7 separate regions of the Mus musculus genome follow, and regions 2, 3, 4, 5, 6 and 7 are each linked to region 1. A link is a contact called in public HiChIP or PLAC-seq and promoter capture Hi-C data. All regions are on one chromosome and are shown on one strand. The core of a region is the stretch at or near the end of the contact, and the rest is flanking DNA. Distances in the headings are between cores, read along the strand shown. Region 1 holds the start of Mov10 (Mov10 RISC complex RNA helicase). Region 2 holds the start of Cd53 (CD53 antigen). Region 3 holds the start of Csde1 (cold shock domain containing E1, RNA binding). Region 4 holds the start of Nras (neuroblastoma ras oncogene). Region 5 holds the start of Atp5pb (ATP synthase peripheral stalk-membrane subunit b). Region 6 holds the start of I830077J02Rik (RIKEN cDNA I830077J02 gene). Region 7 holds the start of Hipk1 (homeodomain interacting protein kinase 1).

Region 1 (3,460 bases), core at 384-2,883:
ACAACACCCAGACATCTGCTTTAAGTCCCTAGCAATCCGTTGTATTTGGAGTTAGGCACTCTTTTTTCCCTACTTCCAAAGTACTGGACTTGTGATCAGAGCCACACTGCACTTTGTGGACATAGGTGAACACATGGGTGGAGACTTGTTGACTATCCATCCTGTGCTAAGTGCTCTTTACCTTCCTTCAGCATTTTCCTTACCATCCCAGGCGTCATTTCAGCCTGTTGTATGGCATACTATAGACTATGCTGTATGCATATCATACCTTGCGTACTGCATAGTTTTCATCTGTGTGTTCCCACAGTACCCAGCACAGGGTAGAGCATAATACAGGTCTTTGCCTCTATTTCAAGAAGCCACTCAACCCTTTTAATGTTCCTTTTAAGACATGTTCATGAATAACAGTAATATTCTGGTTAACGCGGACTCCTACCTTCTCCCCTAGCCTCAAGCTACACTATCATTATTAATTCCGTCTAAAACTCGCCCCAAATCACGTAACAGCAGCCATATCTCACCCATACTAGCATTTTGGTCAGTTGCAAGGCAAATCTCTCAAAATCTGTTAAGGCCCAATCCCATTCCCCTGCTTACTAGTGCACCTCTTTACACTCATCCCAGCTAAATTGCTTCTCCGGCTTCCATCCATAGCAGCAGCCTGTTGCTAGAGGTGTTCGTCTATGGTTTGACAGAAGTCTCTTTGATTTTTTTACTTGGGTGGTAACAGGAAAAGGAAACCAAATATCTTCAGCCATAGGGAAAAGGGGCCTCTAGGAGGCTGTCCCTGGCCCCGAGTCTCCATGGAGAAGCCACAGGTGCTAAGGGAGGTTTGATTGCCTACGCAGTTTGTGTTCTTTTCTCCCTAAAGCTCCCCGAGATTCTCCCGCCTACCCTGGGCCTCTTCAGCTCTCCCGCAGCGTGGACCCTGCAGGCAGTCCTCCCTTAACAAGGGGGCGGGGATCCCCGCTTGGCCCGCGCCTGCAGCGCCTTCCCTGTGGGACTCCCCTCCCCCACCATCGAGCCCCGACCACCGCGAGCCGCGCGTGGGCACCGACCCCTCCCCGCCGGGCTGGGCTGTGCAGAGCGGGCGGGCTACGGGTGGCGCTGGCTGGGCGTGGGCAGACGACGGAGTAGGTCTGCCAGGACCGGACCGGCCTGATCGGCCCCGGGCTGCATCCCTGTGCACCCGCGGCGGGAAGGTGGCCCCACCACCCGGGGCGCTGGCCCCGCGTCTTGGGGCCCGTGGTGGGCCGGCCCGTACCTGGGCTTGAAGTCGTGGTTGTAAATCGTCCGCAGCCGCTCACGATCTGTCTCCAGGTCCAGTCCACGTTCGGCCAGAAAACTCTCGAACCTCTGGCCGGTCTCCCGGAGCTTTCGGCAGCTGAACTTGCTAGGCATCGCGGCGGCGGCGGCTGCGGCCCAGGCAGGAGGGTCCGCGGAAATGAAACTGAAAGTCGCCGCCGCGGTTTAGAGTTGGCTGGTCTGGGGTGAGGGTGCAAAGGGGAAAAGCCCCCTACCTCTGACGTCTGCTCCGGCCAGCCACCTTCTCCCCGACTGCCTCCCCTCCTCCGTCCTTCTCCTACCTGAGCCTTCCTTTCGGTCTCTTCGTCCTATCCCCTCCCCCCCTTCACATTAACTCTTTCCTAAGGAGTCTGACCCCTCCCTCAGGGCCCTCCCCTTACCCCGAGCTCCCTCCCCTGGCAGCGAGCCAGGATCCGAACGTGGATATCGCCTGGGGCCCCCTAAACAGCCCGGAGGACCTTGGAGCCTCAGCTAGGGCTACTCCCACGCCCACTCTCCAGAGCCTCGGGACATAGAAAAGCTGCAGAGCAAAGGGCAGAGCCCCGGACATGGGTCGGCTGCAGCTGGACTGGGGCCGCTCGTCCAGCACCTCCCCCAGACTGCCAGGGACATAAACCAGTACGGAAGCGAGCGGCACGCCCCCTCCCCCATTCCCTCCCTCCTCTGGCTTTCTGATACAGAGGAAGGCAGAAGTCAAAGTTGTGTGTGTGTGTGTGTGTGTGTGGGGAATGGATGGAGGGAGAGCAAGTGTCTCTATAGATAAAGGGGTGTGCGTGTGGGAGAGAGGGACAAGAGCTTCTGCCAAGACCCAGTCCTTGCTTTTCTGGGTCACACAGGCTTCATAATACTTCAAGGTTGGAGATTCTTGCTCTTGAGCTATGCATTTGGGCACTCGGTTTGTGTTACTCTTCACTACTTATTGGCAGTAAATCATGATTGCCCAGCCAGTCAAAAAAACATTAGCACCTAGAGAGCCAGGCGTGCTAGGCAATAAATGGTTAACACTGACAACATTAGTACCAGGAAAAGAAGTAGACCAATATGCTTAGGCAAACTAAGGGGTGGGGCTACTATAACAACAAATGTAAAACAAGCCTTCTGCACCTATTTATCCCCTGGAATGAAACTAAAAAACAAAAACAAAACCCAAAACAAACAAACCCCATACACACTACAATGAGAAAGTGAGAAAGGCTTAATCTACCAGAATTCCACATGTATCAAAGTTACTGTTCTCCAAGGTTCCTTATAGGCAGCAACAGTCTAACCCAGGGTAGGGAATGCCCTGAACAGGGTCAAGTTCCCCCTTGGTTAACTACTCCTAAGCCAAGAGTATGCTATGCAGTCAGGAATGGAGACTACAGGAACAGGGAAATCTTACGTCCTAGAAATTGATGTAAACTCGAGGGAAAAACTAGGAGTAGCCAGATGCTTAACACCTCCAGACCTTCCCATCCACTTTATATGATGCAGGCTCAGAGAAGATAATAGACTTCTAAAAAGTACTGTTGTTTTGGGGCACAGTGGTCCAAGCCTGTAATCCCACTTCTTGAGAGTCTGAGGAAGGTCTACTAAGAGTCTGAGCCACTTTGGGTTACACAGCAGGACAGTCTCAAAAACAAAATTGCTATTCTTTATCATTTCAAAATCCTACAAATACACCTATGATGAGCACAATAAAAGTGCCTTTTAGACATACAGAAATAGCTTAGTTAGGAATCCCAATGCACCCAAGGCTACACTTGATAACCAGAATCCAATGACATAATTTACTCAAAATAACCAGACACATGACTAACTGAAGAACTAAAAAGGCTTTTTTTTTTTATTGTGCCCTTCACACTATCACACATTAACAATTCAGACCAGCAAATCTGGTCACCTGAGGACCTCAGCCCTTTCTCTGGATTATCTGAACATTCTCAAAACACAGACAGTAGTCCATGTAAAAACTTGAGTAAGTTTTGAATGGTGAGTGGCTTTGGTTACAATGTGACATCTCTACTTGTCTTCTGGAAGGCTCTACTTTGAAAGTTACTGTTTTGATGCATTCGGTTTTAGAATGCCTGCCCCCTCTCAAAAATCACCTCAGCTCAGTCATTTCCTGGAGCTTTCATTACATCTTTCTCTTAAGAATTGGACTTCCAAGAAGTAA
Region 2 (3,460 bases), core at 666-3,165, 2.0 Mb after region 1:
GTACATATGTAGTGCCTTGTAACTGGAAATGTTAATGGTTCCAGTCTCTATAATACATTCATAGTAGTCTTCTCTCTGAGGGAGTCTTTGGAAAACTCCTGAACTCCTGTATATTGTGTGCACTCTCCCTACTTTATAGAAAAGAGCATATTATTTTGTGTTATGTGTGTCCTAATATCTGCCCTCCATGGTAATCTCTTTGTGATTGACAACCACATCCGTTAACTTTGTGTTTCTAGAACCTGAGCACAGTGCCTGGCTGTTGGGACATTGCAGGGTAGTGGGGAATGAGGAAGCTAAGCACTAGTCTGAGGCTTCTAGGCAGTCAGAGGACATAGAAGATATCAAAACAACAGAGGTTTTCCTTTATATATTTGCCTCTTGCTAACAAAAAACTTGAAATCCTTTGAGTGGTAGTGAGGTAGTTGTGTTGGCCTAGGCTGTGAATCACTTCCTGTGAGCATAAAGATAAGCAAACATCATATCTAAAAGCAAAATAACCTTAACTGGCCCACACAGGAAACCACATTTCAGTTTGGCATCTGCTCTTAATCAACCAGTTTCAAAGCAGTGAAGATTTGGATCGAGATTGAGAAAGCAAAACATTGCTCACACAGCAGATAAAATTCTTCTCTGGCTCAATCTTCTAATAGATATGATTACCAAGAAAAGCTCCTCATGGAAAAAACTATTACTGGGCAAATTCTCCATTCTTCTTCATTTCTCCTCTGTATCAACAGTATACTGTCAGACATCAAAGGGTGCCTAACCCATGGTTTTTAACTTAGTTCACTTAGGTCACTATTTATAAACATAAGGTTTAGTAGCCTCTGAGGGTGGCTCTGACAAGCTGCAACTAACTCCCAATCATCTCCCTTGAATTTTAGGTGAGAAAATGTGGACATGGATACTTTACTTTCTCCCTTTTAGATTATAATCAAATGAGCTCTTCACAGCTCTTGGACCAAGAAAGACCTGATACAGACATTTTGTATTGACCAAAGCTTGACTATCATTTTGCTGAATACTTACACCCTAGAATGGCTTGCAAGTTGGAAACTATTACTGTATCAAGTTATGTGGGTTTCCTCTCTGCTGCACATTTTATGTGAAATTTGTCAATGTTCAAGCTTTGTGTATCACAGACCATTTAAAGTGAAGAAAGAAGCCCTTCAGATCACAATGTTTACCTTCCCCCAAACTAAGCCATAGGAATAAAATACATGAAGTACATTGCAGAACACCTATGTTGCAGGTTTTTTGTATCTATCTTATATCAAAACATGACATTCTCAGCACTAACTTTCCTTTAAAATGTTTTCAAACAAAGACAACATGTCTTCTGGCTACTGTTCTAAATCACTCTGGTTATGATTTTCCTCCCTGCTCTAAAATGAAACTTCAAGTTTTTGAAGAAAAAACAACATAGAAGATCTCCCCAATTTCATCTCATCTCACCTCAAAAACTTCAAGCATTAGAAACCACCATATACAGTAAGCAATTCAAGTGGCATAATAATGTAAGCTTATGAATACTTAGGCCCAAAGAGATATCAGAAAATAAAACACCAATTAAATCAAAGTATTTCTAGCCCAGTTGCCTAAGGGAAGTGCTGATCTAAATATTTGTAAACACATCACATTTTAAAGTTACTAAAGGGATGTGTGGAGACTCTCAAAATGCTATGTGCCTTATTAGCTGATTTAGAGCTGTTAAAAGTCATAAATCTTACCTTTTGAAGGCAGTGTCCCTCAGTACTTCAGGTAGAATTCACTGATTATCTTTTAGGTGGCCAGCACAGCCTGTAACCCAGAAGTCTATGTCTATTTGTGTAAAAGGAGAAGTGAAGAGAGAAAAAATACAATCATGCTGTGACGACAGGAAACCCAAGCGAGAAGAGTGAGGAAGTGAGACTGAGTGTTCTCTCTTAGGCTCAGATAGTCAACTGTTCCTCAGTGAACTTGCAGAGGCTTCCACTCCCAGCCTATTCTAAGCTGGTTTCTGGAAGCTAAAGAAGGTCTGACACACCAATCTGAGTTCTGGTGAACTTTACAGTAATTTGAGTGATATTTCCTGGCCATAGAACAGTGCTTCTCAATTGAAGCAGCAACTACAAAATACCCGTGGGTCTGTTTCTGTGTATGTGTCCCCACCGTTTGACCACAAACTATACTACTAAACCATACTGACCAAGCCAGCATGGTACTGGAATGAAACCATACTTGTAGATCAATATAGCATAGTAGAGGACACAGAGATAAACTTGTGTAGGATTGAATATCTACTTTTGGACAAAGGTGTATCAAAACATGAACTAGAAAAACAAAAATGCAGCTGGAGAGATCGCTCAGCAGTTAAGAGCACTGACTGCTCTTCCAGAAGTCCTGAGTTTAATTCCCAGCAGCCACATGGTGGCTCACAACCATCTATAAATGGGATCTAATGCCCTCTTCTGGTGTGCCTGAAGACAGCTACAGTATATACATATACATATACATATACATATACATTATACATATACACACACATACACATACACATACACATACACATACACATACACATATACATATACATATACATATACATAATAAGTAAACAAATCTTGTTTAAAAAAAAACTATCTTGGGTATTCTAGGTTTCTGGGCTAATATCCACTTATCAGTGAGTGCATATCAAAGGATTTCTTTTGTGATTGGGTTATCTCACTCAGGGTGATACTCCAGATCCATCCATTTGCCCAAGAATTTCATAAATTCATTGTTTTTAAAAGCTGAGTAGTGCTCCATTGTGTAAATGTACCATATTTTCTGTATCCATTCCTCTGTTTAGGGACATCTGGGTTCTTTTCAGCTTCTGGCTATTATAAATAGGTCTGCTATGAACATAGTGGACCATGTGTCCTTTTTACCAGTTAGAACATCTTCTGGGTATATGCCCAGGAGAGGTATTGCTAGATCTACTGGTAGTACTATGTCCAGTTTTCTGAAGAACCGCCAAACTGATTTCCAGAGTGGTTGTACCAGTTTGCAATCCCACCAGCAATGGAGGAGTGTTCATCTTTCTCCACATCCTCCCCAGCATCTGCTGTCACATGAATTTTTGATCCTAGCCATTCTGACTGGTGTGAGATGGAATCTCAGGGTTCTTTTGATTTGCATTTCTCTGATGATTAAGAATGTTGAATATTTTTTCAAGTGCTTCTCAGCCCTTCCATATTCCTCAGTCAAAAATTCTTTGTTTAGTTCTGTAACCCATTTTTAATGGGGTTATTTGAATTTCTAGAGTTCAGCTTAGTGAGCTCTTTGTATATAATGGATATTAGTCCCATATCAGATTTAGGATTGGTAAAAATTCTTTCCCAATCTGTTGGTGGCCTTTTTGTCTTATTGACAATATCTTTTGCCCTATAGAAGCTTTGCAATTTTATGAGGTCCCATTTGTCGATTCTTGATCTTA
Region 3 (3,460 bases), core at 596-3,095, 1.8 Mb before region 1:
GGGTCGCCCTTTAGGATTAGGATCTGGGAGGCAAAGCCGGTTAGATCTCTGTGGTTTCTAAACTACCATAGTCTACATGGGAAGTTCCAGCTCCAACAAGGCCAGACCTTCTAATAGTGCAACTCCCTAAGAGTTTAGGGGGAACCACTCTCTTTCAAACTACCACATCCCAGTTCCTGGCCCCCAAAGGCTTGCAGCCATATGATAATGCAGAAATGCATTCAGTCCAATTTCAAAAGTCCCCATACTTGGCCAGGAGTGATGGTATACGAAAGTAAGTGGATTTCTGTGAATTGAAGGTCAGCCTTGTCTACAAAGTGAGTTCCAGGACAGCCAGGGCTGTTACACAGAGAAACTCTGTCTGGAAAAATAAAAGTCCCCCTAGTATTTAACTGTCTCAACTTAGTTCAAAGTCTTTTCTGAGATTTGTGCAATCTCTTAACTGTAATCTGCAAAGCAAGACTGAGAACCAGTTTGCAAACTCCAAACTTCATCTCCATGTCTGACGTCAAAGGGCTCTTCAGATCTTAACTCCTTTCAGCTTTGCAGGTATCTCATGGCTCTGGCTTTTCCAATACTGGGGTCTCCAATACACACACACACACACACACACACACACACAGAGTGGGGGGACAATATTCATATTTGTTGCTTATTTTATTTTATTACATGTAATTTGTTCCCCTGAAAGCCCTACCTATGTCTACAGAGGTCTGCAGTTTCTCTGAATAACCAACTGAAAGTATGGGTAAGAAGTACACTTGGCAGGTTGTGGTGGCACGCCCCTTTAATGCCAGGCCAGGAGAAGGGGGGGGGGTATCTCATGAGTTCTAGGCCAGCTAGATCTACACAGCAAGTTCTGGGTGAGTCCCTGTCTCTCCCCCGCAAGGAAAGTACACCAGGATGAGAATGTTCTCCTCTCCCACAGAAGCAGGAAATAGATGGGAGTGTCCTCAGGGAGCTACCCTTTACCCAAAATGGTTAAGAGGACCACTGAAGTTGGGCATGGTTGTCCACACTTTTAATCCCACTAGGCTGAAGCAGGCAGATTTCCCAGAGTTCCAGGGCAGCATGTGCTACATGTGAGACCCTGTCTCAAAAAACAAACAAAAATAAAAAACCAACAAGATAGTAAAAGTAAAGTAATTGTTTTCTAGATTATTGACAGGGCAGCCTAAATAACTTTGCAATGGTTAGATCTAACCATTCCACTCCTCTACTCCAGTCAGGTGAATTATGCTTTTAGCCTGCTTTCAGCCTTTTAAATACTTATTCAGACTGACACACTACAAAAATCTTCTGGTAACTGAAACGGACAGTTAAAGTGGTTTGGGGAATTTTAGATTTTATTGATAATACAGCCTCGCTTATTTTTGTCTGTCGCAAGCAATGTAGTTTCTGGAAGACAAAAGCTTTACAAATTACTTTGTTAAAAACTTTTCTCTAAAGCAATGAAATCCCTTCTAATGTAGGAGACAGGAGAAAGCCTGTCCCGTGACTAAAGAGAAACTGCGATTTGGACTCCTGGATTATGGCTGAGGAAAGTGAAATCTTTTTATTCACGACACTCCCGGATCTGCCCTCAGAACTGTTCCTACTTCATAAGGCCTTCCTACTCAAGCCTCGTCGCTGAAAGCTTTCGGGCTCGCGAACACCGGGTGAACGCCTAAATTCACCCTTCGCCCCGCCCCCAGCGTCGCAGCAGAGTCACTAAACGCAGAGATTGCTTCTGGCACTACCCAGGGGCGAACGTAGAGAAGAAGAGTCACCGGCTTGCGTGTGGCTAAACGCAGGTCAGCGGCTGGCGTCACTCAGCCCTCGCGCGCAAGCGTACTAAGAGCACGCTCCCCCCACCTTCCCGTGCACGCGCTCGGAGCCTGCAACTCTCGCGAGAGAAGCGAGATTTATTCCTACGTACCGGGCCGTGCTGCTTATGGCGGCGCTGGAGAGGGGGCGCTGAGCTGTTGGGGTGAGTACGACCTCAGTGTTAAAGTGGGGGTAGCAACGAGCCAGGTTAAAGACAGCTGAGGAGACTCAGGTTAACGGGAGGGACCTCTGAGTGTCAGAGTGGGCACTCCTAGAATTCCGGATGGAGGAGAGTTCAGTGTGAGTTCCTACTCCAGGCGTCCCTTTTTCACCCTGGCTTCAACCGTCTCGGCCTCAGGGCCGGCCGCGAAGCCTTAGTGAGGAGGTGAGGCCAGGGGGTGCGGGTAGCGGCGGTGTCGGTGTCGGTGTCGGTGACTGAAGTGGGGGGAGGGAGCGAAAATGGAAACTCCGACCGCAGCCAAGATGGAGGCAGAGGGTGCGGGGCTCGGGCGCGAAGGCTGCCGGGAGCTGTAGTCCGTCCTCTTCCCCCTCTGCGGCTTGGCGGGGGAAAGGGAACTACAAGTCCCGGCGGGAGGGGTGAGGGGGTGGTGGCGCGGTCCTTTGTGTGCAGCTGGAAGAGGCCGGGGAGAAGGGCCTGTTCTTTTTTTCGGGACCTTGTCTGTCTTGGCCGTCACTGGCTTTGGGGATACTACTACGACTACCAGAGCGCAGTGCGGCAGTGGCGCCTTCTTTGTGTGTGGGTTGAGACCCTGTTCCATCTAGGGAAAGTGCTGCGGGACACCTCTGTTCCCTCAGCCACATCTGACCCTAGCGCGGCGGAATTGACACCTTTACTCACATTCTCTTGTGGCTGGGTCTCCACACCTAACTGTCCTTTGGCATTTGAAAAAGGAGTCGGGCCCCGTTCTAGGCACGTGTCTCCCACCTTTCTGTCTGGGGTAAATGGCATGCGTTAGGAGAGTTCCGTGATGCCCTCCCTCCGTGGTGCAAGCGCTGGCCTACATTGTGCAATGAATGGCTTGGCTTTGTCATGTATCTATCTAGTGTGAGAGCCCCAGTCGGAGAGCAAATTAAATTGGAAGATTTGACCGTCGAACGTTTCAACCATACCCAATCTTAGTGCCCCGGTTCTTTTGCTTTAAAGAGTTAACCTTAGAAACACCTTTGTGGCTGGTCTCCAACCTGACTCACAGGTGAGCAGGGAGTACTCCTTAACACTTTCCACTGCAGAAAACATTCTGAACATTATTAAACCACTTAGTTTCCTTGTTCTGCAACTAAAATGAGCAAAAAGATAGTGCTGTTTAAGCAGTTGAGGAGGACGGGCAGAAAGGAACTAAGGATGTTTAAAGATTGTAGTTGAGTTTGGACATTATGTTAGGCTGATGTGAACTTCTAGTTCACAAAACTGCCAAGTTTGTTTTTCTTTTGTTTATTGGTTATAGCCTTAAACTGTGCAACCTAGGTTAGCCTTGAAATGGCTGGCTGTCTAGACTGCTTGCTTGCTCTAACCTACTTTTTAAAAAAATAAGTTCCAAATTATAGGGCATTAATTCAAGCTACCAAAATGCTCAGTCTGCCCTCCCCACCCCCTTTCTTTTCCTTTCCTTTTCTTTTTTTGAGATAGGGTCTT
Region 4 (3,460 bases), core at 709-3,208, 1.8 Mb before region 1:
TCACTTTCACTCTTACAGTGAAGGCCCCAAAGCTGTTGCAGCTCCTCGACCTGACCGGTTGGTCAATCGCCTAAAGAACATCACCCTGGATGATGCCAGTGCTCCACGTCTAATGGTTCTTCGTCAGCCAAGGGGACCAGATAACTCAATGGTATGATTTCATTAGGGATGTGAGGGAGGTCAACTAATAATCTTACTTGAGCTTAAAGAAGTTAGTGAAGCAAGCAAGGGTTGCTTATCACTAATTTGGACTCCCTAACACATTAATTCAGACCCTAATAGAGTAGATGCTTTCTATAAGAAGCACTTCTTTCCGTTTTGAGATAGGGTCTCATATGTAGATTAGAGTGGCCTTGAACTCCCCACTCTCTGCTTTGCCCATGGTAGGATAACTGATTACACCAAGAAGTGCATTTCTTGGTATATTCTATTTAATAAGTTTCTTACTCTTAGGAGAGAATTGGTAGTGGATATGATAAATACTTTCATAGTTGATTTTAGAATTGTATGTTGTGATTGTCAATACACTCAAATCATTAACTGTTATATTTCTTCATAGGGATTTGGTGCAGAAAGAAAGATCCGTCAAGCTGGTGTCATTGACTAACCACGTCCACAAAGCACATCATTAATTCACTATGGTCGAGTTGGGGGGATTCTGGTGAAGGGTTCTGAATATCTTTCTCTTCATCCCTCCCAAAATCTGGAATACTTATTCTATTGAGCTATTACACCAGTTTTAACACCTTCCTCGTGTTATGTTTAAAGAAAAAAATAAATAAATTTAAGAAACCATTTTAAAATTATGCACAGTTGCAGCCTGGAAAACTTAAAGGTGGCGCCTTATAGTGTCAATTTAGGAGCTTTATTTGGTGCATTTAACGCAACTGGTAATTGCAAATTCCACTTGGCCTGTGTAAGTGAACAATGCAGACTGTTACTTTGTTGGCCCTATGAAATTCTGCACTCTAGTCAGTATATACTCTACCTTCATGACTTAACACTCAGCTGCATTCTTTTCCTATTTTTTCCCTGTTCATTATGCTTTAATTCTGAGGACCATATGAAGGTAGAATATATTACCTTTAAAAATTGCAAAAATTTATATAGCAAACGATATTCTTAAGTTGATGGCCAAATGTTAAAATGTTATTTTCATATCATTTATAATCTTGTCACAATCCACTTAACGAAGTTTGATTACATTTCAGTGAAAATTATCTTCCCGAGTAGTTTTTTTTTTTTTTTCTTCCTGGGATGGGGGGGGTAAATAACTTTACTACAATTAGTATGTGTGGTGCAGAATTTCATGCAAATGAAGTGTGCCAGCAGTGTGATAATTTAAACATATTTAAACAAAAGACGAATGCACAAAATTGCTGCTGCTTAGATCACTGCAGCTTCTAGGACCCAGTTTCTTTTACTGATTTAAAAACAAAATGAACAAAAAAATAATAATAATAAAAAAGTTGTGCCTGAAATGAATCCTGTTTTTTTTAATAAATAGCCCCGTGGTTCCAGTGCCCTGTTCAATACAGGCACTTGATCCTTGGTGTAGCTTCTGTTCAACTTTGTATCACGGGAACGGATTGGCCTGATTTCTCGGCCTTCATCTTGAATTGGCCCCAAACAGGGTCCCTGGCAAGTGGAGTGAAGGCTTTTTGTCTAACAATGACAAGGGTCAGCTCAGGGGTTGTCGGGGAGGGCGCTTTCATCTTCCCCGTTGTCATTTGAGGTTTTGAACTCTGGGTAAAGAGGCCGTTTATCTTTGTAAACACAAAACATTTTTGCTTTCTCCGGTTTTATGTTAATGGCGAAAGAATGGAAGCGAATAAAGTTTTACTGATTTTTGAGACACTAGCACCTAGCGCTTTCATTATTGAAATGGGGGCGGGGCGGGGCTGGACTGGGTGCGGCCGGCTGCAAGACTCTAGTCGTCGGCCCACGTGGCTGGGGCGGGGACTGGGGCGCCTTGGGCGCCTAGTGATTACGTAGCGGGTGGGGCCGGAAGTGCCGCTCCCTGGCGGGGGCTGTTCATGGCGGTTTCGGGGTCTCCAACAGCTTCTCAGGTTGAAGTCCAAAAGCCTCCCGAGGCGGGGTCTGCGGAGTTTGAGGTAAAGCTCCGGCCTGCCTGGCGTCGGACTTCTCAGCGTGTGAACGCCTGGCGGGGCGGGGAGACGCGGAGACTTGGCGAGCTGAAACAAAGGCTTGGGTGGGGGACTCTGGCTGGCTCTGGGGTGATTTTCGGAGCCGGAAAGGGGAGTTTCGGGAAGTGGTTGTGCCAGGCGGACCCCAGAGCTTGGGTTTGCAGGAATTGGAAGAGGGGGGTTCTTTTCCCGTAAACTGAGGGCGGGGCCGAGTAGATTGAAAAAATAGTCGCTGGTCTTTAATCCAATAATCTGGCCCGCACTCATCTGCAAGGAATGCTATGTTTCTGAATCACTTTGAGAACTTAGTGGAAGGCCACGTGTATCGAATGGGTGCCTTAGAAACAGAAGAGTTTGGTAAACTCATAGAAGCCCTTGAAGTATTGTAGGTTTGGTTTGCCAGTTTAATCGTAATTGCTGCTTTTCTACAGGTTTTTGCTGGTGTGAAATGACTGAGTACAAACTGGTGGTGGTTGGAGCAGGTGGTGTTGGGAAAAGCGCCTTGACGATCCAGCTAATCCAGAACCACTTTGTGGATGAATATGATCCCACCATAGAGGTGAGGCCCAGCCCCTGCCTGGCCCTTATCCTCACTTTGGGCTTTCTCTTGCCCATAACGGCTCTTTGAAAGTAAAGAGAAGAGAAAGCAAGGAGGTATTCCAAAAAAGCAGTAAACAAGTTCGTGCTTACTGAGGATTTCCTTTTAAAAGAACACAGTTTTCATTGTTTCTTTATGTCACAGCTCTTTAATAGAAACGTAGGTCACAAGGAAAAAGATTGTAGGCGATCATACAGTGAGGATAGAGAACTCAGAGCTCTGGATAGTCTGAAGTTGTCATTTTTGATCTAGTCCAGATTGAGTTGGGGTAGAAACAAGTTGAGATTTTGAGTCATTGTATCTAGGAATTTCTTCACAATTTAGTTACGGATATTGAGGAAAATCACCTAAATCCTTACAAGTCTCATATTTCTATATGACGTTAAATTTCTATCACTTCCCTGGGATTAATGGTGCAGGTATGTATAAGTCCAATTTGTAAGCATTCAAGAGGCTGAGGGAGGAGGTTTCAATTTCTAGGCTTGCCTGAACTACTTACTGAGGCCCTGTTTACAAAAACCAAATATTTTTTTCATGTGTAAACCTGTTCTAACACACAGGAATGTTAGTTAAATTCAGATGTCTACACAGGTTACATTTTAATATATTCATGAAACAAAATATAAGCACATTTCCAAAACCACAGATAAGGTCTTCTAAGTTTGGACTATTATATAATAAAAATAAGAATTTGGCCATAAATCCATACTAGATG
Region 5 (3,460 bases), core at 388-2,887, 1.1 Mb after region 1:
TGAAGCCTTTATTTTCATTTTCTTAAAACTATTTTAACAACTCCAAACCTGATGGCTCTTCTTGTCAAATATTCCTTAAATATAGCTCTTTCATATTACTGCCAATGCTTCTAAATCGTGATCTGACTTGAAAACTCTTCAGCAGGCTCTCCTCTGTCCACAGAAAACAAGTAACAGCACGGGCTAACCCAGCCCCTGCAAATTTTCTACATTCATCTTTCCTTAATGCCTCACCTATACTCACATCTCTCAAGCCACAAGGTGAATGACAACCAAAGAGCTTAAAGCTGAAAGACGGTCAAGAGTGCTTACTGCTCTTCACAGGACCAGATTTGGTTCCCAGAACCTATGCTGGGCTGCCCACAGCAACCTCTAACTCCAGCTGCAGATCTAATACCTTTTTCTCTGCCTCTGCAAGCACACACGCACACAAAAATAAAATTATTAAAAAAAAAAAAAAGAGTTTGACATTCTTTGGAGAAAGCAGGGCTGGCATTAACAGTACATAAAAAAAGACCCAAGACACAGATGAGGTTAATTCAGGTTTTCTTGGTTTTGCTATGTTTAGATTTTATTGCAATAGGGATATGAGCTCTGAAGGGTTTTAAGTGGGGGGAACTGCCAAGATCTCTCTGCTACATTGAGAATGGACTGTATTGGGATAAAAACAGATGTTAAGACTGAAAGCCTAGTGAAATTGTCCATTTCAGAACTGTGGGCAGCGGCTTCATGCTGTAACAATGGTAGTGAAAGTAGTCAGACTCAAAGCATCCTCACGAGTTGAGTCTTACTGACGGATTAGAGGATGGAGCTACTGTGTAGCTGTCTCTAGGACTAGGGTTGTTACTGTGATCTCCACAAAGTTATCCACTGTCACATTATGTGATCATCAACACAAGCATTTACGAAGCCATATGTGTTTTCGGCCTCCTGATATGGTTAATAAAAGATGGAAATCTGGAAGACACCCAAAACAATAGGTTTTATTTTGCTGTATTTAACCAGATCTGTCCTTGGGGGTAAGTAAGCCAGTAACTTGGTTGTGTGTCGCTGAAGGTCACAACGAGGGGTGAGCCTCTCTTTGGTGTTTGTCAGAGGAAGGAACAGGATCATGTTCAAGGCAATTAGAAGAACAAACGTCCGAATGAGTATGCAAGCTGGCTAACGTGAAGGAAAACAGCAATTTTTGGCTTGACGCTAGGAAATGGAAAGAGAATAAGACGTGGTGACACTCACCCTGGACCTAGGGCGGCCGCGTTCTTCAGACACGGGGCTGGAAATACACAAGACGGAGGTTAGCAAAGTCAAGGAGAAATCGCGTTTCTACCTTCCCGGGTGTCGGCCCTGGCATCCGTCTCTGCCGCGCCCTGAGATGCTGGGCGGCCCGGGAGCTCTCCAGATCGCTCCCGTGGGTGAGCTCGGGCCCAAACGCCGCAGTCCGTCCTCTACCCGCTTCCCGCCTCCCCGGCCTGGCTTCTTCCTAGTCACCCTGCTACGCTAACCTAGGCTCTACGTCTCTCACCCGCTGTGGCGGCAGCAGAAAGCACCACCCGGGACAGCATTGTCTGCGAAGAGCGGGACAGCGGGCTCCGTGTCCCTGTGACCCCGACCCGAGCCTGTCAGGGGCAGGAGCAAGATGGCCGCTCGCACATCTCGCGAGAAGAGATCAGCTCGCTTTTTCTCGGAAGTTCTCGGCTTTTTCCCCGCCCCCTCCCCACTATCGCGAGAAGAGGAGAAAAAATGGGTGGGGCTGAGGGAGGGAAACAAACAAAATCCCGCTGCGGGGACAGGAGACGGAAAAGCAGGCTGGAAGGGTAGACACAATTCTCGCGAGAAGTAGAGCGAATTCCCTCGGAGAGGGGCGGTTGCGCAGAGGTACACCACGTGTGCGGTCCCTCCGGCGCCGAGTCAGGGTCTCTCGTCGAGTCTGGGTCTAGGTTAGATTTGGAATCGTGGAGATGCGGAAGGACACCCCTCCTCCGCTCGTGCCCCCGGCGGCCCGCGAGTGGAACCTGCCCCCCAATGCGCCCGCATGCATGGAACGTCAATTGGAGGCTGCACGGTACCGGTCTGGTGAGCCGAGATCCCGGGGCCTGGAAGCCCCTTTACCCCCAGTCTCGGGTGCCCTCTCCCGGTGCTGACCCTCTCGAGTCCTCCCAGCGCCGTGTGGCCCTCCTCGGCCATACCTGGCGTCCTGGCCCTGCCCCAGCTCAGCTCCACAAATCCGATCTCAGATTCAGACTGGTCCCGCCACGGGGTTCTGTGAGGTTACCATAGAAACAAGGCCTTCCATCTGACACCTTATAACTTTGCTCTCCCCACCGTAGATGGTTCCCTTCTGCTCGGGGTCTCCAGCCTGAGTGGTCGCTGCTGGGTAGGTTCTCTGTGGTTTTTCAAGGATCCTAGTGCGGCCCCCAACGAAGGTTTCTGCTCTGCTGGCGTCCAGACCGAGGCTGGAGTAGCTGACCTCACTTGGGTGGGGGACAAAGGTATCCTAGTGGCTTCTGATTCAGGTGAGTGATCCCCCTCCCCTGGAATTGAAGAGTTGGGTACAGGGTAGGATGGGAAAAGGTGTTTTATTATTTAGAAGCAGGGTTGTTTACCTTATTGGCTTGGCTGTCCCAGAAACTAAGTAGACCAGGCTGGCCTTGAACTCACAGAAGTCTTCCTCTGTGCTGTAATTAAAGACGTGTGCCACCGTGCCTAGCCTCCTGTTTTCTTTTGCTGTTGTGTTTGCTATGTGCTGTGAATTGACTCACCTTGCTAGGCAACTGCTCTGTCACTGGACAGTCCTTAATCCCACCTTTCTTTGAGTGTCAGGCTGAGAAATGTAGGCTTTGGCATTAAAAAAGACAAAGAAATGAAGTTGGTAGGTGATGGAGGGTAAATGTTGGACAAGCTAGGGATGAATATAGTCAGACTACATTGTATGCGTGTATGGAGTTCTCAGAATTAAGCAGATTAAAGAAAGTCAGAATTTATATAAGTTGGTGGAAGCTGGGTATAGGTGCTGCCTGTAATCCCAGCAGCCGCAGGCAGAGCTCTGTGAGTTGGAGGCCGGCCTGTTCTCCATATCCAGTTCCAGGCCAGCCATAGGTACGTAGGGAAGTAGGGAAAACCCTGTCTCAAAGATTAAAATAGATTTATTTTGGGTCTGGAGAGATGATCCAGTGGTGATAAGTGTTAACTACTTTTTCAGAGGACCCAAGTTGGACACCCAGCACCCACATTCCACTAACAACCTTGTAACTACAGTCTTAGGGAAGCCAGTGCCATCTTTTGGCCTCCATGGGCACTGCATGCACTTGATGAATAGACATAGATGAAAGCAAAACACCTGTGCGCTTAAAATCAGAACATCTCTCTCACATACAAACATTCTTAAGTGTTAGGTAGAACATGGCAATTGAAAAGTAGAATGTTAGTGAATGAGACTGACAGTTGAAATTAGAATATTTCA
Region 6 (3,460 bases), core at 276-2,775, 1.1 Mb after region 1:
ATGGGGGCAGGGGAAGAGAGGTTAAGAAGGATTCCTGTCCCCAAGTGTCATTAAAGCAATAGCAAGGCAGCATTATACCGTAGCTCACCATTCAGCATTCTTGTATCTGTCGCTGTCAGAGCAAAAGGGAAGTGCTGACAAGAAAATTTGGTTGGAAGTCTGAACTGTGAGAACAGGAAGACCATGGTCCACCCAGAATGAGCAGGGGTAACACTTTTTCTATCACCTTTTGGTTCCTTTTGAAATTCATGTTGGCCATGTGAGGTGGTACATGCTTTTAATCCCAGCACTTGGGAGGCATAGGAAGTGATGCCTGTGGATTTGAGATCAGCTTGGTCTACATAGTGAATTCTAGGACAGGCCAGTCACTATGAATAGGGAGAACCGGTCTCAAAATAAAATAAAATAAGTCAATGGTATTCATTGGAGAACACCATAAAATATTAGCATATTTTGTATTTTATTATAGTATACATTTATATGTTCTATAAAATAGAAAGTATTGAAATGTATTCTTCCTGAGGAGTATGACTTTCCACTAGACCTTACATTTAGAGCTACTGATACCTCTGCTTTTGCAGGAGTGGTTCTATATAAAGAAGCAACTCAAAGAAATATTAGCACATAAAAAAATCCTAGGCCACCCTACTGTAACAGACTAGGTCATATGACAACACCACAGAGAAACAGCTACTTACAAATCTAGGTGACAAAACCCAACAAACATATTTACCTTTAAAAACAACAATCTAGTCAGGTGTGTTGGCACTCACTGGAGAGGCTGAGGCAGGAGAATTGCCATGAGGTCAAATCTAGCCTGGATTACACAGAATCTGTCCAAAAAATTCAAAGGGAGCCTGGCATGGTGTGTTTACATCTCTAATCCCACAAGTTGGCAGAGGCAGGCCGATCTCTTTAAATTTCAGGAGCGCCTGAGTTCCAGGCCAGTCAGGGGTACATAGTGAGACCCTGTCTAAACAGAACAGAACAGATCAAAACCAACCAAAATACGGGCAAGAGGGGTGGCTCAGCAGGTAAAGGTACATACCCCACAACTCTGGAAGGCTGAGTTTCCTAGATCCCATGCAAAGGTGGAAGGAAAGAAGTGACTTGAAAGTTGGTTTTGATATGTACACAACACCACACACACACACACACACACACACTTTTTAATCCCAGAAGAGAATAACAATAATCCAAGCATTTGTCAGAAGCAGAAAGTTGAGCCAAGAACAATGCTCTTTGCAGTTTGATCTGGCATGAGAGACTCACACTCCATACGGTGAGGCCTGTGCAACACAGCCGTTCCAATGTAACCCTTCCCCCACCCAAAGAACAACATCAGAAGCCAGCACTAAACAGATAATTAAAATGTCCTCTGATGGGCAATTATTTAGTCTGGATTAGAAGGGTCTTTACCTTTCCAGAAAGACTCCAGTCATACGATGCAGCTGTGAGACTGAGCGTTTGACTTTTCTGTTCCTAGTCTTGGTTTTCAGAAATGATGAAACAAAGTTTACTCCCACTGTCACTGTCACCCTCAGGCTGTGTCGCAAAGATATGTTTAAGCTCCAAGGCACAGACTTCCTCTTTGAGGCCAATGGTATTTTTTTTTCCCCTTTCCCTCATTTCCTTTTCTTTAGATTGGCTCTCTTCTCACAGAGCTAGGCTGGTCTCCACCTGCTGTGAATGATACTGCCTTTCTGATCCTCCTGAATACTAGGACCACAGCCTGAACCACCATGCCTGGTTTGTGTGGTGCTGGGATTAAACCCAGATCTCCATGAAAGGGAGGCAAGCACTCTACCAAGCGAGCCGTAGCCCCACCCCACCCTGTGGCACAGTTCTAAAGATCCTGTAAGCCATAAGAGTTGCTTGTATACATTTTCACACATGAATGCCAGAAGATCGAGGAAAGTTCATTTCTAGGGAAGAGTTTATTATTTAACGCCCTCCCCCCACCCCCGAAGTTTACTGACACCAGTATGACCTCATCACCAACAGCAAGGCCTTTATAAATTCCATCTGGCCTGATGAAGGAGATGAAGCTGAGATAGAAAAATGAAGAGTTACCTGTCAAAATTAAACAGTGGGAACTCAAGTGTATTCAGAGCATTGAAATACCTTTGGAGGGAACAGAAGATTAATATATATATATTTTATTTTTAAAAAAGATTTATCTATCAGTGACTGCATATCAAGTGACTTCTTTTGTGATTGGGTTACCTCACTAAGGATGATATCCTCCAGATACATCCATTTGTCCAAGAATTTCATAAATTCACTGTTTTTAATAGCTGCGTAGTACTCCATTGTGTAAATGTACCACATTTTCTGTATCCATTCCTCTGTTGAGGGACATCTGGGTTCTTTCTAGCTTCTGGCTATTATAAATAAGGCTGCTATGAACATAGTGGAACATTTGTCCTTATTACCAGTTGGAACATCATTGAGAAGAGAGGCCTCTTGGTCTTGCAAACTTTATATGCCCCAGTACAGGGGAATGCCAGGGCCAAGAAGTGGTAGTGGGTGGGTAGGGAAGCAGGGCAGGGGGAGGGTATAGGGAACTTTCGGTATAGCATTTGAAATGTAAATAAGGAAAATATCTAATAAAAAATGAAAAGAAATTTACCTATTCAAACTTGCAAGTATTAAACAATGTTATAGAAGAATTAAAAAAAAAAGATTTATTTATTTATTATATGTTAGTACACTGTAGCTGTCTTCAGACACTCCAGAAGAGGGTGTCAGATTTTGTTACAGATGGTTGTGAGCCACCATGTAGTTGCTGGGATTTGAACTCAGGACCTTCGGAAGAGCAGTCAGTGCTCTTAACCACCGAGTCTTCTCTCCAGCACCCAAGATTCATTTATTTATAAGCATTTACTAGGAAAATACTATCAGGCAGATGCCACAAACCACCTAAGGATTGGTGGACGGGATTAGGCAGTGTATTTGGGATCTTGCCAATGGCGTAGGAGTAAGCACTGGTAGGAGAAGCTATAAAGAGTAAACACAGATGAGCTGAGTCTGAGTGTGGGAGGTCTTTACATTTAAACCTGTATGCAGTCACTAGGTTTCATTGAGTGAAGATGAGACTGCACTCACGTAAACCAGATGGTAAGTATCACTCACTAGGTATGGCCTCCAGATGCAATCGAGAGAGTTGGATGTGGTGGTATATCTATAAATCTTGTTCTCAGGAGGCTGAGACAGGAGGATTTCCAAGCTTGAGGGCCTGGGTTACATAACCAGACCTTTTTGGAGAGGAGAGGGGACAGATTTGAGAAACATGAGCTGACTGTGGTTGCCACCAGCCTAAACAGCATATTATTCTAGAGTAAGTAGGAGTACAGTCTAACGTCGTGGCCAGAGCTACAGTAGCATAAGCTGGTTTATCATTTTCAAGTCCTGTATGCTGCTGTATAAGATATATGTGTTATACTTTTGCTGTGGGTCT
Region 7 (3,460 bases), core at 326-2,825, 1.0 Mb before region 1:
AAATGTTTTACAGGAAGCTTTAGGCTTTTAACTGAGCAACCCCCACCCCCAAAAAAAATTGGCAATGGTTTGCATTCTCTATCATCTTAACCAAAAAAAAAACAAAAAAAAACAAAAAAAACAAAATCTTACAGACCATGAATCAAAAATAGCTTTACACAAACAAGAGCAAAATTGTAGGTTTTGCTGAGGCCATCCGCCACTTAATTTAACCCCACTCCGTCTACAGCAGGAAGCCATGCTGCTGTTTTCATCAGTTACTAGGAAACAAGATAAAGAGCGGACTGGGGCAACGGAGTCTACATTTGAAACTCTTGTTTGTGGCTGCACTACACTACTGAGAATTCTCAAAGTGTCACCAAAGAGACAAGAATGCGCATCTTATGAGTATCCACAACTGAGTCACTGGTTATGTAGAGAAAAGATTCACTTACTGGAGCTTGCCCCCACCCCCTCTCCGGCTTCCCGTTCCAGTACCCATTCCCAAACAGGAAAGAAAACGCGCCCAGCATAAACACACAGGCCATTGCTCACGGTTCGTCACCACAACAAACTGGAGGTTAGACCAACGCTCCTAGAGACCAAGTTTTTAGGTCTCGGTTGCCAAGCACAAAAGGGGGACGCTGCCCTACAGAGCTGTTTATAGTGTGGGTCCTACCCAAAGGCTTTTGGTTGTTTCCATCTTTTAATGTTTTGGATTTTGTTGTTCTTGGCTTTAAAGGCGACGACGGACTGCAAAAGTTTAGACCTCTAGCTTTGCCTTGCAGAGATAAACATATAGGTGGGCTGGTCCCCACACAGCGTTACCACCATCACAAATTACATACTCAAAGACTACAGAACATGAACCAAGAGAACAGAAAAGCTTCCATACCAGCCCGACCACCACGATTTACTCTAGATGCGGTTTCCCGGTCCCCAAAGGCACCAATACGCCCAAACTACAGCTACAGGGAGTGGGGTGACATGCACACGCACAAGCACAAGAACCTGCCACCGCAGTCCGCGGTTGGGGTGGAGATCTGTACGGTGGGGAGATGCCAGACGGACCCCTGTCACCTGAGGACAACACGATCTGGAGGGAAAGGCAGGAGGCAGGGGGAGCTGCCCATTTTCTCCGGCACGCAGTCGCGCCTGGCCGCTCGCGACCAGGCGCCTAGGGCCGCGCGGGGCCTGGCGAGAGAGGCACCCCAAGCAAGCCGGCTACCCAAGGGAGTCTGCGGCTCGCTCCGTCCCACCTCGGGGCGCCGACTCCCAAAGTCCACGACCCCAGCCCCTCGCCGAGCCTGACTCACCGCCGGTGTGTGTAGTTCTCAGCCTCGAGTCGGGGCCGCCGCGAGGAGGCGGCGGAGGAGAGGCGATCCGGGGCCCCGCAGCCGGGTCATCATACCCCCCGCACGAGCCGGCCCCGGCCCCGGCCCCCGCCCCCCGGAGCCGTCCCCGCGCCCGTCCTGCGGCCGGAGCCTCGCCAGCCTCCCGCCTGCCCTGCCACCCGGCCCCTTCCCGCCGCCGCCGCCTCAGCGCCGAGCGCTCCCGCCTCGGCCTCCCCTGCGGTCCGGGGCCACGGCCCGGCCCTTCGCTCCGCAGCCGCCGTTGTCACCAGACCCGACAAGTGGAGCCCCGAGCGACCGCCTCCATCCCGCCGGCCCCGCCTCGCCGGAACCATTCAGCCACCTAGCGCCATGACACCTACTGAGGCGGAAGTGCGGAGGAGCGGGAGGGCTGAGATCACTGCATCTTGCCCCGGGCCGCGGGTGTGGGTGGGCCTCCGTGGGGAGCCAGCGTGGACAGTGTGTGGGGACCGGTTTCCCAGTCCTCTCCGCACAGCAGTCTCCGAGGTCGTTTAACCGGCGTTTGGTGGCGGTCGGGTTTCTTACAGTTAGATGTCATCTCAGCTAGTGTGACATCACCCCAAACCAGTGTGATTTTCCCCCAACATCCCAATCACATCCCAGCGATTGGGCAGCGCAGGGAGACATTGACTACCTGGGGATGACTCTGAGGGTTTAGAATTCTCAGTTTTTACTTAAATTGTTTGCTGCCATGTCGATTTCAGGGCAGCATAAGGGATTTAGATGCCTCCCTGTGCTGAAGCGCTCCCACCGTAGAATCTGTTAGGAAATAAAATATCCGAACTCAGCTCCTCCATGCATGCAGTAAACAAAAATTGTCTTACCTCCACGAAGGGTAGAAAGGCGGTGGATTCCGGAAAGTGGACCTGGCATAATGTTTAAGAAAAATGACCCTGAAAACTAGGTTATCTTAGTAGACAGTTGCCAACTCAGCCTCAAGAGATTCTGTGGGACTTGATATGCCTTCCGCGCTGTAAAATGTTGGTTCTTAAAATGAGAAACATTTCTTGGAGTCGAGTATTTATAAGAGTAAGGTAGGATGGTACGTGCCTTTAAACCCAGGATTCATGCCTTTAAACCCAAGATTCTGGAAGGAGAGGCAGATGGATCTCTTGTGAGTTTGTCAACTTGATCTACATAGAGAGGCCCTACCTAAAAGAAAGAGGAGTGCCGGGCAGTGGTGGCGCACGCCTTTAATCCCAGCACTTGGGAGGCAGAGACAGGCGGGATTTCTGAGTTCGAGGCCAGCCTGGTCTACAGAGTGAGTTCCAGGACAGCCAGGGCTACACAGAGAAACCCTGTCTCTGAAAACCAAAAAAAAAAAAAAAAAAAAAAAAGAAAGAGGAGGAGATGGAAAATGTGTTCTTTCTTACAAGAACAGTCTGAACCCCTAACTGACTATCCACCACCATAGATTTTTACCTGTGTCCTGTGAGCAGAGAGCAGGTCTAGGAGAGGCCTTTCTATCAGTTATATTTTTCAGTCCTCACTCATACATCCATGATTTCTTTGGATCTTCACCTAACAAAATGTTTTCTAGGCTATCCTATCATACCTTTTAAGGAAAGTCGTTTGAGTTTCTCCTCTTAACATTGGGAATGGGGAGGAAGTTCATTTCCCTGGAGAGCCAGGGTTAGCAAAATGTTCAATCCCACAGGACAGATTCCCTTGCATATTTTCACAGAAACTTCCTTTCTTGAGTGTTTAGAGAACATAAAGTCCTCATGTTGGGCTGGCCCTGGAAATACCAAGACACAGAATGAATGAACATGCCTGCTTAGATAGCCAAGAAAAAGGCCTGGTGTTAAACAGATCTGCTTAACAAACAAGCTTTAGTTATGAATTGCTCATTTTGCCCTACCTCACCAGAACTCTATGACTGGCTTTTCATTTACTCTCAAGTTATGTCTCTTTTGTGTTTGAAAACATCTCAGATGTTACATGTCAGAGCCTTTCCTGATTGACTCCTGCATTCTCACTCAGCCCTGTCACCTACCTGTTTATTTGTACCAGCTCTTCATATAATTAGTCTCTGTTTTCGTTGTTCTTGACTTGTTTTTTTTTTTTTTCAATCTGTCTCAGTCTTCAGGGAATGTTTAAAAGTGTAG

What was found. Promoter capture Hi-C pulls out the DNA fragments that hold promoters and counts their contacts. HiChIP or PLAC-seq counts read pairs in DNA pulled down with a chosen protein or histone mark. Capture Hi-C pulls out chosen DNA fragments and counts their contacts.
Region 2: a contact with region 1 is called in a promoter capture Hi-C map of pre-B cells, with 3 times the contacts expected there. The contact joins the promoter of Cd53 here to the promoter of Mov10 in region 1. A contact is called at or near these places in 1 of 39 promoter capture datasets (pre-B cells) and 1 of 484 Hi-C or Micro-C datasets (B cells).
Region 3: a promoter capture Hi-C map of adipose tissue shows a contact between it and region 1, with 2.6 times the contacts expected there. The contact joins the promoter of Csde1 here to the promoter of Mov10 in region 1. A contact is called at or near these places in 3 of 39 promoter capture datasets (liver and neutrophils) and 1 of 9 other capture datasets (adipose tissue).
Region 4: a promoter capture Hi-C map of neutrophils shows a contact between it and region 1, with 6 times the contacts expected there. The contact joins the promoter of Nras here to the promoter of Mov10 in region 1. A contact is called at or near these places in 3 of 39 promoter capture datasets (liver, neutrophils and pre-B cells).
Region 5: a contact with region 1 is called in an H3K4me3 HiChIP or PLAC-seq map of embryonic stem cells, with 4 times the contacts expected there. The contact joins the promoter of Atp5pb here to the promoter of Mov10 in region 1. A contact is called at or near these places in 1 of 39 promoter capture datasets (pre-B cells), 1 of 484 Hi-C or Micro-C datasets (embryonic stem cells) and 3 of 115 datasets of contacts at active chromatin or transcription factors (embryonic forebrain and embryonic stem cells).
Region 6: a contact with region 1 is called in a promoter capture Hi-C map of the C10 cell line, with 2.8 times the contacts expected there. The contact joins the promoter of I830077J02Rik here to the promoter of Mov10 in region 1. A contact is called at or near these places in 2 of 39 promoter capture datasets (the C10 cell line and embryonic stem cells) and 1 of 115 datasets of contacts at active chromatin or transcription factors (embryonic forebrain).
Region 7: a promoter capture Hi-C map of liver shows a contact between it and region 1, with 5 times the contacts expected there. The contact joins the promoter of Hipk1 here to the promoter of Mov10 in region 1. A contact is called at or near these places in 5 of 39 promoter capture datasets (the C10 cell line, HPC-7-derived erythroid cells, hippocampal neurons and 1 more), 1 of 115 datasets of contacts at active chromatin or transcription factors (thymic regulatory T cells) and 1 of 9 other capture datasets (liver).

Annotation. Positions count from the first base shown.
Region 1 is chr3:104,816,672-104,820,131 of GRCm38.p6, forward strand. Mov10 (Mov10 RISC complex RNA helicase) reads right to left here and starts at 1,634. Exons shown (of 20, transcript NM_008619.2): 1 at 1,265-1,634. The coding sequence starts at 1,401.
Region 2 is chr3:106,788,234-106,791,693 of GRCm38.p6, forward strand. Cd53 (CD53 antigen) reads right to left here and starts at 1,916. Exons shown (of 8, transcript NM_007651.3): 1 at 1,734-1,916.
Region 3 is chr3:103,018,701-103,022,160 of GRCm38.p6, forward strand. It overlaps Csde1 (cold shock domain containing E1, RNA binding), which reads left to right and starts at 1,846. Exons shown (of 19, transcript NM_001161854.2): 1 at 1,846-1,969.
Region 4 is chr3:103,056,327-103,059,786 of GRCm38.p6, forward strand. Nras (neuroblastoma ras oncogene) reads left to right here and starts at 1,959. Exons shown (of 7, transcript NM_010937.2): 1 at 1,959-2,114; 2 at 2,579-2,706. The coding sequence starts at 2,596. Csde1 (cold shock domain containing E1, RNA binding) reads left to right here. Exons shown (of 19, transcript NM_001161854.2): 18 at 19-151; 19 at 560-1,860. The coding sequence ends at 607.
Region 5 is chr3:105,957,626-105,961,085 of GRCm38.p6, forward strand. Atp5pb (ATP synthase peripheral stalk-membrane subunit b) reads right to left here and starts at 1,638. Exons shown (of 7, transcript NM_009725.5): 1 at 1,523-1,638; 2 at 1,237-1,273. The coding sequence starts at 1,562. Wdr77 (WD repeat domain 77) reads left to right here and starts at 1,873. Exons shown (of 10, transcript NM_027432.3): 1 at 1,873-2,073; 2 at 2,328-2,513. The coding sequence starts at 1,959.
Region 6 is chr3:105,931,139-105,934,598 of GRCm38.p6, forward strand. I830077J02Rik (RIKEN cDNA I830077J02 gene) reads right to left here and starts at 1,526. Exons shown (of 6, transcript NM_001033780.3): 1 at 1,420-1,526.
Region 7 is chr3:103,789,700-103,793,159 of GRCm38.p6, forward strand. It overlaps Hipk1 (homeodomain interacting protein kinase 1), which reads right to left and starts at 1,576. Exons shown (of 16, transcript NM_010432.2): 1 at 1,296-1,576.